Regions from separate parts of the Mus musculus genome. Here region 1 is linked to region 2. Evidence: chromatin contacts called from public HiChIP or PLAC-seq data. All regions are on one chromosome and are shown on one strand. The core of a region is the stretch at or near the end of the contact, and the rest is flanking DNA. Distances in the headings are between cores, read along the strand shown. Region 1 overlaps Gm13067 (a long non-coding RNA gene). Region 2 has its middle 53 kb from the start of Gm42354.

Evidence for each region. HiChIP or PLAC-seq counts read pairs in DNA pulled down with a chosen protein or histone mark.
Region 1: a contact with region 2 is called in an H3K27ac HiChIP or PLAC-seq map of microglia, with 5 times the contacts expected there. The contact joins two enhancer-like sites. A contact is called at or near these places in 7 of 115 datasets of contacts at active chromatin or transcription factors (embryonic stem cells, large pre-B cells, microglia and 1 more).

What each region holds. Positions count from the first base shown.
Region 1 is chr4:150,055,412-150,062,061 of GRCm38.p6, forward strand. It overlaps Gm13067 (a long non-coding RNA gene), which reads left to right. Exons shown (of 7, transcript XR_390962.2): 7 at 1,415-3,306. Among named protein-coding and RNA genes, the nearest start is that of Mir34a, 9.7 kb to the right of the region's middle. Within about 2 kb of position 5,345, at least 160 of the 459 cell types and tissues checked have an H3K27ac peak or open chromatin away from gene starts, as enhancers often do. A contact at or near this core is called in microglia, where this site is marked.
Region 2 is chr4:149,839,822-149,846,920 of GRCm38.p6, forward strand. No RefSeq gene overlaps it. Among named protein-coding and RNA genes, the nearest start is that of Gm42354, 53 kb to the left of the region's middle. Within about 2 kb of position 1,265, at least 62 of the 459 cell types and tissues checked have an H3K27ac peak or open chromatin away from gene starts, as enhancers often do. A contact at or near this core is called in microglia, where this site is marked.

The DNA of each region.
Region 1 (6,650 bases), core at 4,095-6,594, 220 kb after region 2:
GCACAGTAGAGCCGGCTTGGCTTCTTCATGTCATGTGAGTCAGTGTGGCTCGGTGAAGGAGCCAAATGGCTGCAAAGGTACCTAGAAGCTCGGGCCACAAGATTGGTGGGATCCATCGTCAGCATCACCATCGTCAGCATCACTGCTGTCCTTGTGGTGGGCTGTGGAAGTTTCCCATTGCTGTGTATCAGATCAGCACAAACTCGGTGGCTTTAAGAACACATTCTTGTCAACTCTCTCCTGGGTCAGGAGTCCTAGCACAGCTTCCCCGGGGCCCTGTTCAGAGTTGTCATCGAGGCCTTATCTAGAGTCACCTGGGAACAGGTGAAGGTCACTCACTTGCTTTGCAAATTCCTATGTTCAAGTGTACCGAAGCCACTGGCTTCCCTCCCAATGCTGACCCTGGCCTTCGCTCTGCTCCTGGAGGCCTCTGATCCCACAGGCCTCTTCCTTGGCTCTCAAACCCCAGCTGCTCATTTCTGTAAAGTGAGCAGGAGAAGTCTTTAGCACCCATCTCCCAACAACGGAGGGAATTGTTTTGAGGTAAGAGCTTGCTAAGCTCAGATTCAACCTGTTTCAGACTCCTAACTCCTGAGTGTTGAAATCACAGGCATCTGCCACCATGTCCAGCAAGAGGCTTGCCTGGCACGCACAGGCATCTGCCACCATGTCCAGCAAAAGGCTTGCCTGGCACGCACAGGCCCCCTGGTTAGATCCCCAGCACCACATAACCCAGGTGCAGTGGTATACACTTGTAATCCGGGGATGAGGGGAGGGAAATGGGAAGGTCAGAATTCAAGGTCATCCTTAGCTATGTATTGAGTTTGAGGCCAGCCTGGGCTCTGTGAGACGCTATGTCCAAAAAGCCAAACAAAAACAAGGCAAAACAATTCTACCAGGCTAAACACAAAGTCACCTCTTCTTCCTGAGCCAGACTGAACATGAGTCAGCGGACTGTGGTGTGCTCAACAGCCTAAAGGCTCAGCCTTGGGCCACAGGGCTTTTTACCCATGCCCACGTGTGTTCTGAAATATGTTCTCTGCTACCACTGATCCTGTGTGAATGTGATCTCCGCAGACCTCGCCTTCCCTTCTGTGCGGCTGCCTGAGTCCCTGAGGGTCCACACTTCCTTCCCTAGTTGGGTTGTCATTGAGTGTGAGGTACAGTCCGGTGCAGTGGAGGTCACCTCCAGTGTCAGGGTAAGAAGTGTGGTCAACTGACAACGATGCCTGCTTCCACTCCTCGGGCGTGTCAGTGTGATTGTGGTATTTACTTGAGCTGCATTTCAGCTGACTGCAGAGTTGGGAACGGGGGAATGTGTGTTTGTCTAAGAAGGGGACTGAGAGAGCAGCATTATAGCAGCTGACCAGAGGCTCTCACCCTGCCTTCTACACCCCTTTCTTCTTTGTTTCAGGAGTGTGTCCAGACAATTAACCACTGATGGACGAAAGCAAGAGAAATGCATTTTCTTGCAGTTCTGGAAGCCAACGTCTGCAACACAGCAGACTCCACCCATCTGTAGTCTCTGTGAAGGGATCTTGCCTCAGCTTCCGAAGACTGCCTGGGTTCGTAGACGCATCCCTCCTAGCGTATGCTGTGTGCCTGCCTTACATCTGTCTCCATCTGCCTGTCCGCCAGGATGCTTGTTACTGCGTAGGCTCCGCTGGTCTTTTAAGATTCACCTGCACAGGCCCTGGGATTTTTGGGGGTGATTCTTTGTGTTGTTGTTGCTAGTGGGTTTATCTACCTTTTAGTTTATATATATATGGGTGTTTTACCTGTAGGTATGGCTGTGTACCACGTGTGTGAAGTCCCCATGGAAGCCAGAAGAGGGTGTCATATCTCCCAGGACTAAAGTTACAGATGGTTGTGAGCTGCCATGTGTGTGGGTGCTGGGAATCAAACCCAGGCCCTCTGCTCTTGCAGCCTCGGGCTTAACTGTGCTCCATCTCTTTAGCCTCCTATACTATATCATCTGGATATGACATTTTTATACCCATACCATTGCACTTCTTGATTTATCATTGGTGTTAGGAGGAATAAAAACCCCTTCCTAATGACCGAGCACACAGAGAGCTGTCCCATGGGTCAGCCTCCTGGCTCTGACCCTGTCTCTGAGTGCCTGGGCAGGTGGACAACTGTGAGAACATCTGTGTATTTACCCAGACTAGTTATGGATAACTGAGCAGAGAAGGGAGAGCCGACCTCCCTTGGTGCCTCCCTGAAGCAGCCAGCAGCATTGGAAAGCGTGAGATCTGAAACTGGGGTAGGAGGGCAGATGTTGGGTTTGGAACATGACAGCAAGCCTGACCCTTGACAACAAGGGTAGCTCAGGAACGCCATCTTCCTGTGCGGTGAGAGCAGACTGGGTGTGCGGAGGCGCCGAGCTCACAAGGGCCTGGAGGGCAGAGTGTGGTAGCTGCGGTGCGGCGAGCAGAGGCTTTATTCAGGTCTCATAAGCCCTTTCTGTGTGCTGGTAGCTGGGTATTGACGCCATTGGGACGTCATGGCTAATTTCATTTCGGAATTCATGCCTGCCAGCTTGGGGGACTGCAGCCTCTCTGATTTGCCTGCACCTCAAAAGGGAACTTCAGAGTTCAACTGCCAGGGCTTGGTGGAGATCTGGGCCTTCCCCAGTCAGATCTCCTCCTGCTGGAAGTTCTTGATTTGAGGGTCAGGCAGTGGTGGCAACCACTTGGTGGTGAGGACGTAGAGATGTGAGTGAGTAGCTAGTCCCCGCTCTCTTGGGTCTCCTTCTGTGGAGTATAGGCTTATTCTCCTGCAGTTAGGCCTGAGCTTAGCTAGAGATGAGTGCCTCTCTGCTCTAGGCACTGCCTCTCATCCCTTTTGTCCATTGGTGCCCTCAGTTCCATTTAGGGGCCGTTTTCTGGGACCCGATGACCGGGATCAACGATGCATGTTTTCTCAGCCAAACACCTGTGGGGAGTTTCCTAAGCAGGTGGAGCCCTATTTATTCCCAGGATGGGGGAACAGCTACCCAATAGCCTTCTCTTGTTATTCTATTTTATTTTAATGTGTGTAGCTGTGGGTGTTTTGCCTACACGTATGTCTGTGCGCCCATCAGCATGCAGAGTCCACGGAGTCCAGAGAAGGCATCAGATCCACCGCATCTAGAGTTACAGACAGTTGTGAGTCACCAGCTGAATGCTGGAAGTCAAACCCAGGTTCTCTGGGAGAGCTTCCAGTGCCCTTAACCACTGAGCCATCTCTCCAGCCTCTCCTCATCGGTTGTCTTTGCCACCCTCTGATGCCTTGTTATAGAATTATAACATAATTATAATATAATTATAGAATAAATAACATAACTAGTTAAAAAATGTCAGCAGAGGCTGGGGGGGTGTAGTTTAGTTGGCAGAGTGTTTGCCTGGCATGTACAGACCCCAAGTTTGATTCCCAGCACTTGGAAAAACTGGGCATGATGGTGCACACTTGTAATCCCGGAGGGTGGGGCCAGGAGAATAAGTTCAAGGTCATTCTCAGCTATTCAGTAAATTAGAGTTCAAGGCCAGCCTAGGCTACATGAGACAGCAAAACAAAAGCCAAATAATTCATTTATAAATGAAGGTTTTGGGCTGTCCGTCTACTCCAGGTCCCAAGACAGACTGCTGTTGTCTTTACCCAGTTCTGTGCTTTGAGATTCTCTAGGCTGGTATAACCCTCAGCACTGGTGTCTCCTGCTATCCTTGCCATAGATTGCCCCTGCAGGTCCTGGTGAGTGCGCACAACTCTCTGTTTTCCCACACACTGTCTCTGGGAAAGCAGACATAGCCTCCTGCCCTTGACAGGGTAGCCACTGTGCAGCTCAGAAGTGCAGAAAGCTTGAGGGAATGAGGTGAACTGAGCAGGCCTTTTCATCAAGACAAAGAATTTAAGTTCTTCTTGTCACCTGGGAAGTACCTGGCAGCTGTGGGGTCACTAGTGTGGTGGTGGGAACCAGCTGTGATGGTGGATGTTGGTGAGAACCAGCTGTGGGGTCACTAGTGTGATGGTGGATGTTGGTGGGAACCAGCTGTGGGGTCACTAGTGTGATGGTGGATGTTGGTGGGAACCAGCTGTGGGGTCACTAGTGTGATGGTGGATGTTGGTGGGAACCAGCTGTGGGGTCACTAGTGTGATGGTGGATGTTGGTGAGAACCAGCTGTGGGGTCACTAGTGTGGTGGTGGTGGGAACCAGCTGATGTCACTAGTGAGACCCATGGGATGCTTGGAACTAGGTGGCAAGAGGAAAGTTGGCCTGGCAGATCACCCCAGGCTGGGGTCTGTTTCCTTGCAGAGACAAGGAGCCCACAGGCTTGCCCTTGCTACAGGGAGGAGCTCTTACAAGCAAGGACCCTCAGAACTGAGGGTCACCTGAGTCACTGTCGGTGAATTCCACAGAAGGAAAGGGGCTTTCAGAGGGTGGGGGCAGCTTCTCCACCACAGGGCTATTAACATTTAGATCAAAGTCCTTGTTTGGGGGGACTGTCCCGTGAGCTAGAATGCCCAGCATTTCCAGCCCCCGCCCAGGGCAGCAAACACATATGTTTTCAGACATTGCCAGAGCCCCTTGGGAGGCAAACCGTCTTCCGCAGCAGTTCTGGTCAGAGGCTTCAGCGGAGGGCTTTCTGGGACCACAGCTCAGTGCCTGAAGCGGCCACTGGCTTGGTACCGCTTCCTTTGTTCCTTCCTGAGAAGCTGAGCTCATTGGCTTGGTGGGGTGTTTTCATTGACTCACCAGCTGTAACCACAAGTGGCCTTCCTACTTGGGGGGATCCCAGATGACTTTATCATGGGAGTTGGTATGTAAATACATAATTCTTCTTTTTCTAAATTGAAGCTAGTAGACACCCCTCACTACACACACACACACACACACACACACACACACACACACACTTTAGCCTAGCCTGGTAAGTGCTTTCTTAGCCCATTACGAGCCTGCAGCACTGCACCTTGCCCTGAGGTTTTCTGCAGCCAGCCAGCGTCTTGCTGGTTTGGGCTCCAGCCCCAGGGTCTGGTGGATGATGTAAGAGCCAGGGAAGTTGGTTGTGTTTGTGGGATTTTTTTTTTTAGGCCTTCTATCCAAGGCCTGGTGTGGGGGAAAGACAGAAGCCCGACTATGTGAACAGAGGGGTCAGAATCCTAGGTGGACTACTGGAGCCTGCCCAGGGTACTGACCCCGTGTGGAGGACCGGCTCCTGGAACGAGGCCTGGCGTGTCAGTCGGTTCCTCTTGGGGTAGCTGAGCGAAGGTGCTGGCTTTGAGTTGAGGCTTCATAAAGTGTTCCTCGCAGACAGGCACACCCTGCGTGAGGCCCGAGACCTGCCGGGCCACTCCCAGCCGCGGGCAGCTGCCTCCTGTTGCTGTGTGAATTCCATCAGGGCGACTCTCTGCTCCTTCCTCTGCCTCTCTACTACCTTAGGAAATCTGGGGTCTGTTTTTCCGGTTTGAGTCTTACAGTTGGGAACCCACCCTGCATCTATTGGGAAACTCTCTGTGTGTCTCCAGCTTCCCCATTGGGCTCTCACTGGGTCTCTTCTGCTGTGACTCTCCAAGACTCCCCTTCTTTGGACAGCTCAGAAGCACATGGTCCGAACCCAAGGGTCAGACATCCATCCGGCTTCGTTGTAAACACTGTGTCTGTGACCTTCTACCCAGACGGGGCTGTGTGTGTAGACGCTACCCCCGTGCCAGGCACGGGGTCAAAGGGAAGAGAAGCGAAATCTGCCTGCTCAGGCCTCTTGATCCTGGGTAACAGGGAAATTGCCAATGATGCTCGCAGCCCAGAGCCCCTGTCCCCCACCCCAGCTATGCCAATCAGCACCTCGGTGAGTCCAGCAAACCAAGCCATCCCCTAACAAACCAGCAGCACCCAAGAACTCAGGGATTCTTTTTGAAGTTTAGGAGCAAGAGGGACAGATGGGCCCTGTGTGCTCACAGCAGAGCTTAGGGAAGAGGCCCGGCACAGCCTCTGGGCTCCTAAAGGCCACTGCCCATGCCTTTCCACGTCTCTGGACAGCTCTAGGTTCTGTGGATTCCAGTGTCTGTGGTAGACGGAGCCAGCCCATGGATGGACAGTGGAACTGCTTCCTCCAAAGAGCTTGCCCACAGAGATAGAACAGCCCTAAGATATGGCCGTGGCCAGGCTAACTTCCAGACCAGGCCCCACCCAGCCTCACCCGCATGACTGACTATACAGGCTAGCGTGCTCAGGTGTGGGACTGGGGATTTTCCTCCCTCTCCCCTCTTCCCCTCTCCTCTTTGTTCTTCCTTTACTCCCTCTGGCTTTTGGGTCAGCATCCAGATGACTCAGGGAGACGACTCAGTGCCTGCTTCCCTGGGCAAAGGAACAGCGGCGGCGGGGAGGGACAAGGGACAGGTGAGTGCACACCTCTGCAGGGGCCCAGGTAGGTGCTGGCAGCTAGCCCAGCTCCTAGCAGCTGTGCCCGCCTGAGGGGGCAGTGAGCTGAGCAGGTCAGACAGGTGGAGCCAGCCGGCCTGGCTACCCATCCCCAGCCACTCGGGGCCTCCCTTGGTTTACTGAGAAGTGAACCACCCTTTTCTTTCTCCCACTGCCTTAGTTGCCTGGCGCCCTTAGGGACCGTTTCCAACATTGGACAAGGACATTGGGAGTGGAGAACGGATTGCCA
Region 2 (7,099 bases), core at 15-2,514:
GTGTGTGTGCATGTTTGGGTGTGTGGAAAGTGTCAGTGTGTGTGTGTGTGTGTGTGTGCGCATGTTTGGGTGTGTGGGAAGTGTCAGTGTGTGTGTGTGTGTATGTGTGTATGTGCGTGTGTGTGCATGTTTGGGTGTGTGGGAAGTGTCAGTGTGTGTGTGTATGTGTGTGTGTGTGTGTGTGTGCATGTTTGGGTGTGTGGGAAGTGTCAGTGTGTGTGTGTGTGTGTGCATGTTTGGGTGTGTGGGAAGTGTCAGTGTGTGTGTGTGTGTGTGTGTGTGTGTGTGTGTGTGTGTGTGCATGTTTGGGTGTGTGGGAAGTGTCAGTGTGTGTGTTGCAGAGCGGAAGGTTCTGGATTGGATATCACCTGCAGTACAGAGTTTACTCCCCCCCCCCCCCCCAGAACTCTATCTTGGGAGAATCTACATACTTGGCCCTTGACCTTTTACCTCAACCCTGACCCTTATTCCAGCTCTAATCCTCATTTTAGTCCTGTGTGTGTGTGTGTGTGTGTGTGTGTGTTTGTAAGTGTATGTATGTATGTACATGTGTGTGAGCCTGTGTGGTTTCCAACTCTCTGCTAGGCAGCTGGCGTAGCTGCACCATCTTTGCATGTAGATGATGCTACCAGAAGAGGTATCCAACCTCTATGATCCCCAGGAGGGGATGGGTAGGTCTGTGGGTGGACCCACAAATCTCCATTCTATCTGACCTTCTCACATGAATCCTGAAAAGCCAGGTAAACTTTGGCTGGCCCTGGGGTCGCCCCATTATCCCCCTCCCTCCTGATACCCGCCGCCATCACTCTCCAGGAATAGCTGCATCCCTTATGTTGACTCTTGGGTTCTTGCTCCCTAGGACTGGATGGATGTTCACTCATGGTTTCCACGACACTGTTCCTCCTGGCCACTGTAAGGAACAAGGCCTTATGCTCCTGGCCCCAGGGCCCACTCAGCACCTGGCATTCGGGGCCACCAGCTGAACCAACTGTCTGGGCCGTGAGGGTGGGAAATGCTGTTGCTGCAGGATTTGAAGCCCCCTCCCCAGAGAGGGCAGCATTGAGTGGCAGACCTCTTTGGGCTCATTTTCCTACAGTTCCTAGTAGAGATCGCTCCCTTTTCCCATATCAGAAAACAGCTGTTCTGCTGGCTCCCCCGGCATGTGCCAGCACTATAAATACCCCCCAGCCTTGGCACAGGGACCTGGGGAACTTGGGAAGTTAGAGCCCTGGGCTGTGCGGGCAGTGGGAGGGAGAAGCATTGCCCAACTTCCCCCCTCTCAGCCTCCAGGCACAGGCTGGCCCTGCTTCCCACGGGCTAGGAAACCCCCGCAGTCCTCCTAGGAATCTGGCAGAGACAGCTTCAGCAGCCCTGGTGGTGTTTAACACACTGTCTAGTGCGGTCCAGTCAGCTCCCACTGTTGGAGACAGTGAGGCTCAGTGGGAGCCAAGGCACTGGTTCCAGCTGGATTCTTATAGGGGGGAGTGTGAACAGGAAGGAGTAGCTTTTGTTCATGATAGGATTGGCTTTATTTAGGCTTGATTTTTTTTTTTTTTGATGAGTTCTTATATAACCCAGGCTAGCCCTTGAACTAACCCTTGTCTGAGCAAGGCCCTCCTGCCCTGTTGGAGCAGGTGTGTCATTGTGGGTGTGGGCTATAAGACCCTCATTCTAACCTGGAAGTCAGTCTTCTGCTAGCAGCCTTCAGATGAAGATAGAGAGCTCTCAGCTCCTCCTGTACCATGCCTGCCTGGATGCTGCCATGCTCCTGCCTTGATGATAATGGACTGAGCCTCTGAACCTGTAAGCCAGCCCCAATTAAATGTCCTTATACGGGTTGCCTCGGTCATGATGTCTGTTCACAGCAGTAAACTAAGACATGGATCTGGAACTTTCTGTGTAGCCCAGGCGGGTCTCAAACTTGTACCACTCCTTCCTGCTTCAGTTTCTTCCCCAGGAGCAGGAGAGAGGGGAGATGGCTCAGTGGGTAGACGCTCTTGCCTTGCAAGCCTGAGCACCTGGGCTTGATCTGTGTAACAATGAACTAATGACCTCAAGCTGCCCTCTGAACCCCATGTCATAACATTGTCCCCCTAACAATAACAAACAAAGAAAGAACACAAATAACATAAAGAGGAGAGAGGAGGGAGGGAGGCCTCCTTCAGGGCACCCTTTGCTTAGCTTGCCAGTGTAAGCTGAGCTCACCTGTACCTCAGCTGCCTGCTAAGATACCCTGCTCTGCTGTTCTTATGGACTACGTGAGTCAGGCGCCCTCTGGTGCCATGGTTTGCTTACTGCAGCCTGAGAGGGCGATAGCTCAGCAAGCAGATAAAGGTCCAGCCTGACAACCCTAGTTCAGTTTCCGGAACTCATGTGCTGGAAGAAGAAAACTGAGCCCTGCAAGTTGTCTTCTGACCTCCACATGTGCACGGCGGCTTGTGTGTACCCACACACATATGCAAACACTTACACATATAATAAATTAAAAATTCCATTTAGAAGTTATTCTATTTAAGCCAGATTTGCTTTTATTCTATTACAGCCTTTATTATAATACAATTTATTCATAAATTGTGAAACTCACTAAGAATCTAAGTTCTTGGATTTTTTTTTCTTCTTCTTACTTTAAGATCACCAGCCCCCTGCTATTCTTGGGATGCTTTCCCTTGTTAACAAACTAAAAAAAAAAAAAAAAAAAAAAAAGAAAAGAAAATCACTACATCTAGATAATTAGTCACTACTATAGCAAAATCAGAGGTTTAGCCATGGAAATATGAAGAGAAAGTCAGGTGTGAGTGTGCAGCCAGGTGTGATGGTGCATGCCTTTGAACTCAGAACTTGGGAGGCAGAGTTGAGCAGATCTTTATGATTTCAGGGTCCCTGTGGTCCATATGATCTAAGTCTAGGTTGGCCAAGGCTACATAGTGAGTCTCTGTCTCAAAAAGAGAAGGAGGAAGTAAAGAAAAGAAAAGAAAAGAAAAGAGAAGAGAAGAAAAAAGAAAAGAGAAGAGAAGAGAAGAGAAGAGAAGAGAAGAGAAGAGAAGAGAAGAGAAGAGAAGAGAAGAGAAGAAAGGAGACACACATCGCTGTGGAAGAAGTCTGTCTAATTCTGATTCCAACGTTCTGGAAAAGACACAACTGTGGAAACAGGAAACAGATCCCGAGTGGCCTGGGGTTGGGATGCAGCCTCGGCTTACACAATTTATTGGTCACTGAAACTCCCTTGTAGGATACAATGAAGCAGAAGTATACTTGTGGATTGTGAAACTCTGACAATGAACCCTAATGTGATATACACACTTGGGGCAATAACAGTGCGGTCACGTGGTTTCATGGGCACGGGATGTCCCAGTGGGTTCAGGATGTTTATGGCCCAGGAGCTCATGTGCAGGGTGGGTAATCTCAACTCCCTACTGTCTGCACATTTGACTGTGACCCTGAAACTGCTCTAGATGGCAAGGCTAGTTGAGGGGGTCCTTCCCTAGGGTGCATGAAGCCCTAGGCTCCACCCCAACACCTCTAGGCTCCACCCCCAGCACCACTAGGCTCCACCCCCAGCACCACTTCCACCCAGTGCAGTGGGGTGGTACATGCCTGTAACCCCAGCACTCAAGACAGAGAGGAAGGAGATTCAGAAGTTCAGGGTCACCTTCAGCTATATATCAAATTAGAGGTCAGCCTGGGATACATGAGACCCCTCGCCCTCAGAAAGTAAACTTGGCTAAGTGTGTTCCTATATAGATGTGTAAAGAGGGCTGGGTACATTTTCTTAGAAAAGTCTTTGCCATTTTGTCTCCAAGGTCTGCCAACAAACTTCCTCAGTGTTTGAAGGAGATATGTGGCAGCAGAAGGTATTTTCTTATAAGGACACCGTTTTTTGTTTTTTGTTTTTTGTTTTTTGTTTTTTGTTTTGTTTTTTTTTACTTCTTCCCCATCTCTGGCTCCAAATCTGTGGGCAGAGGAGGAGGGCTCCCCTTTCCTCCCACCGGCAGAGAACCGGCCCAGGTCAGCAGAGCACACCGATCCTTAGACACAGGGAGTGTTATTTAGTCTAGAAACTCACAAAGGAAATATCTGTTTGCACGTGAAAAATCTCTGGAATGTCTCTGCTCCCCTCAGTCCAAGGGCCCCGTCTCTGCAAGACCACCGCGAAGAGCCCGGCACAAACCCCACAGTCATGGCCTTGCTCTGGTCTGAGATCCGCTGCCAGTCCAGGCACCTGGCTCTACTGTGCCATTCAGAGTCAGAGTTGTTCTTTCCAGTCGCCTAGGGTGAGAGGGTAGACAGAGGGGAGGGGAGGGGAGGGGAGGGGAGGGGAGGGGAGGGGAGGGGAGGGGAGGGGAGGCTCTGAGGTTGGGAGAGATTGCTAGAGGAATGAGGGATCTTGGGATGTTAAGCCAGAGTCCTTCAGTGCTTCCCTGCTCTGACTCTAGTTCAGGCTTTAGACTCCTTTTCTCTGTCATGTCTCTCTTCCTCTCTCTTCTTTTCTTCCTCCCCTTCTCTTCTTCTGTAGCCACCCAGGATGAGCCTCCTGCTTCCACTTTTTGGGTGCTTGGATTATAAGCCAGTGGCACCATGTATACAACACCTGCCGGCAGCGGCTAACTGATCTCTGAAAGTTTCCTTCCTGTGTCCTCCTTGTCCTCCTCCTCCTCCTCCTCCTCCTCCTCCTCCTCCTCCTCCTCTTCTTTTAGTATACTTATTTAGTGGTTGTGGTGGTGGTGCTGGTGCTGGTGCTGGTGGTGTGTGTAGAGGTCAGAGGACAACTTATGGGATTCAGTTCTCTCCTACCAGGTGGATTCGGGGAATTGAACTTGGGTCTCCAGGTTTGATGGTGAAAGCCTTTATTTGTAGAAGCATTTTGGGGTTTCCTTCCTTTCTCAAGACCTGATTCTCCAAAGGCCTCTGAGGTTTATACATGTGGGTTTATTAATATAGGCATGCTGGATCCAAAGTACTGGGTGAGGGGGTAAAGTAGATAGTTTTCTCTCTAGTGTGACAATAGCAATTTTCTTCATCCAGTCTTCTGGCCCCTCTGTCCCAAGCAAGCCCCAGCACCCTTTGTAGGGTCATCTAGTCTCTACCTGTGACCAGTTTCAGCAATAGACAAATGACTGTGATCTTGATATGTACACACACACACACACACACACACACACACACACACACACACATCTGTCTTCCTTTCCAGTCAGCATGCAGAGGGAAGCACCCTGGACATAGAACTGGTGCTGGAAAAGAAGTCCAAGGTCCAGAGCACTCAGCGGAACACAAGAAGTGTTCCCGAACCAGGTATGAAGACTTTAAATAGATGTCAGCTTACAGTGCACTTAGAATAACAACAGCTGGCACGGGGAGGACTGGCCTTTTTCGGAAGGCTCACATTTAACTTCCAGACAATCCCAGGCCGACTCAACATCACATGAGCTCACCGAGGCAAGCACAGCCTCGTGGCCCATTCTGTCCACGAATCTCAAATTTCGAATTTCAAGAGTTGATTTCCTAAGGTCTATGCTAAACGTCTCACATTCCAACACACACACACACACACACACACACACACACACACACTCACACACACATAGACACGTATATACACAGAGACACTCACACACAGTCAAACACATACACAGAGGCGCGCGCGCGCGCACACACACACAAACACCACTGTTTTTTTCAAAATGTAGTCTTACTTGGGAATGTTATGACATCAAGCCCTTAAAAATGTAGACAGTTTGGTTTCAAAAGACTTGATGGGGCAAATCTCAAATCTCAGACCTCTTTTTTTTTTTTTCTTTTGCAACAAGTCTTTGCTTCAAGTCCATTTCTGCAATCAGGCGGGGCAGAGGCTTAGTGGGTGGGGCTAAGGTCACAAAACCAAGATGTCTAGTGTTGGCCCTGCGGCCACTCAGATCTGGAAATATTCTCCCTTCAAAACAGAAATCAAGAGGTTACTTTGGGGTCACTCAAAACTCTTAAAAGACTTTTTCAAACGAAAATTAGTTCAGATCTGCTGGGAGAACCCTGCGCACGTCTGTGGGTTAGAGTCTTGGAGGACCCGGGCTACTTTATGAACTTCAGCAGGGCCATGTACATTGCCAAAGGCAGGAGGCTTTAGCCATGAGATTGAAGAGAGCAAAGGTACAAACTTTGCCCAGGGCTTGCTAGAGTTTGGAGCAAATCCCCCCAAAATCATGCATTGGAAATTTGATCTTTGATGCAGAAGTGTCTTAGGGTGAGATACTCTTAAGTTTGTTTCTTTGTTTGAGACATGTTCTTCCTATGTAGCCCAAGATGACTTAAAACACACAATCCTCCTGCCTCAGCCTCCTGAGTTCTGAGTGTTTAAGCCTTTTAAGAGTGTTAGGTCCTGAGTGCCCCACCCTCATGGAGGGATTACTGTTGTCACTGGGAGAATGGGGTCTTTTTAAAAAGGAATGGGAAGGAATATGGAGCCAGGCGTGGTGGCACACACCGTAAATCATCCCGGCACTCAGAAAGCAGATGTCTACCAGCCAGGACTACAAAGAGAACCTACCAAAAGGAAAAAAAAAAAAGAAAAAAAAGAAAAGAAAAAAGACAAGCCGGGCCTCTGTTTCCATCTGTCCACGACTATTTATTTAGATAAGGTCTTATGTATCCCAGGCTGTCTCAAACTTACTGTGTTGCTAAGTCAATTTCTGATCTTTTGCCTCTACACTTTGAGACTGGGGTTCCATCTTGGGCTTCAAGCAACATTAGGCAAGCTACGGTACCAACTGAGCCTCGGCCCCAGCCCAACGTGTGTCCTTACAAGGCATGTTTTGAACCTTTTGAGATTTTGTATTTGTCCTTGTCTCTGTGGGGGACAGGCAGAGAGGGCACTCTGGCCTGTGAGATGTCTTCACCTTTGAGGGTGGCTTTCAAGACATTGAGTCACTCTCATTTCACCCATGTAGAGCTATCCTGAGGGGTGGCAGGGGGTGGGGGTGGGGGTGACGACTAAAATAAACCCTGTTTCCTGGCAGTTCTGCAGCCCCTGAGGGGGTGGCCAGGAGTACAGTGTGGCAATACCAAAGGGGCAGGTTGCAGAAGGAAGCAAGGCATGTGGGAAACTTGG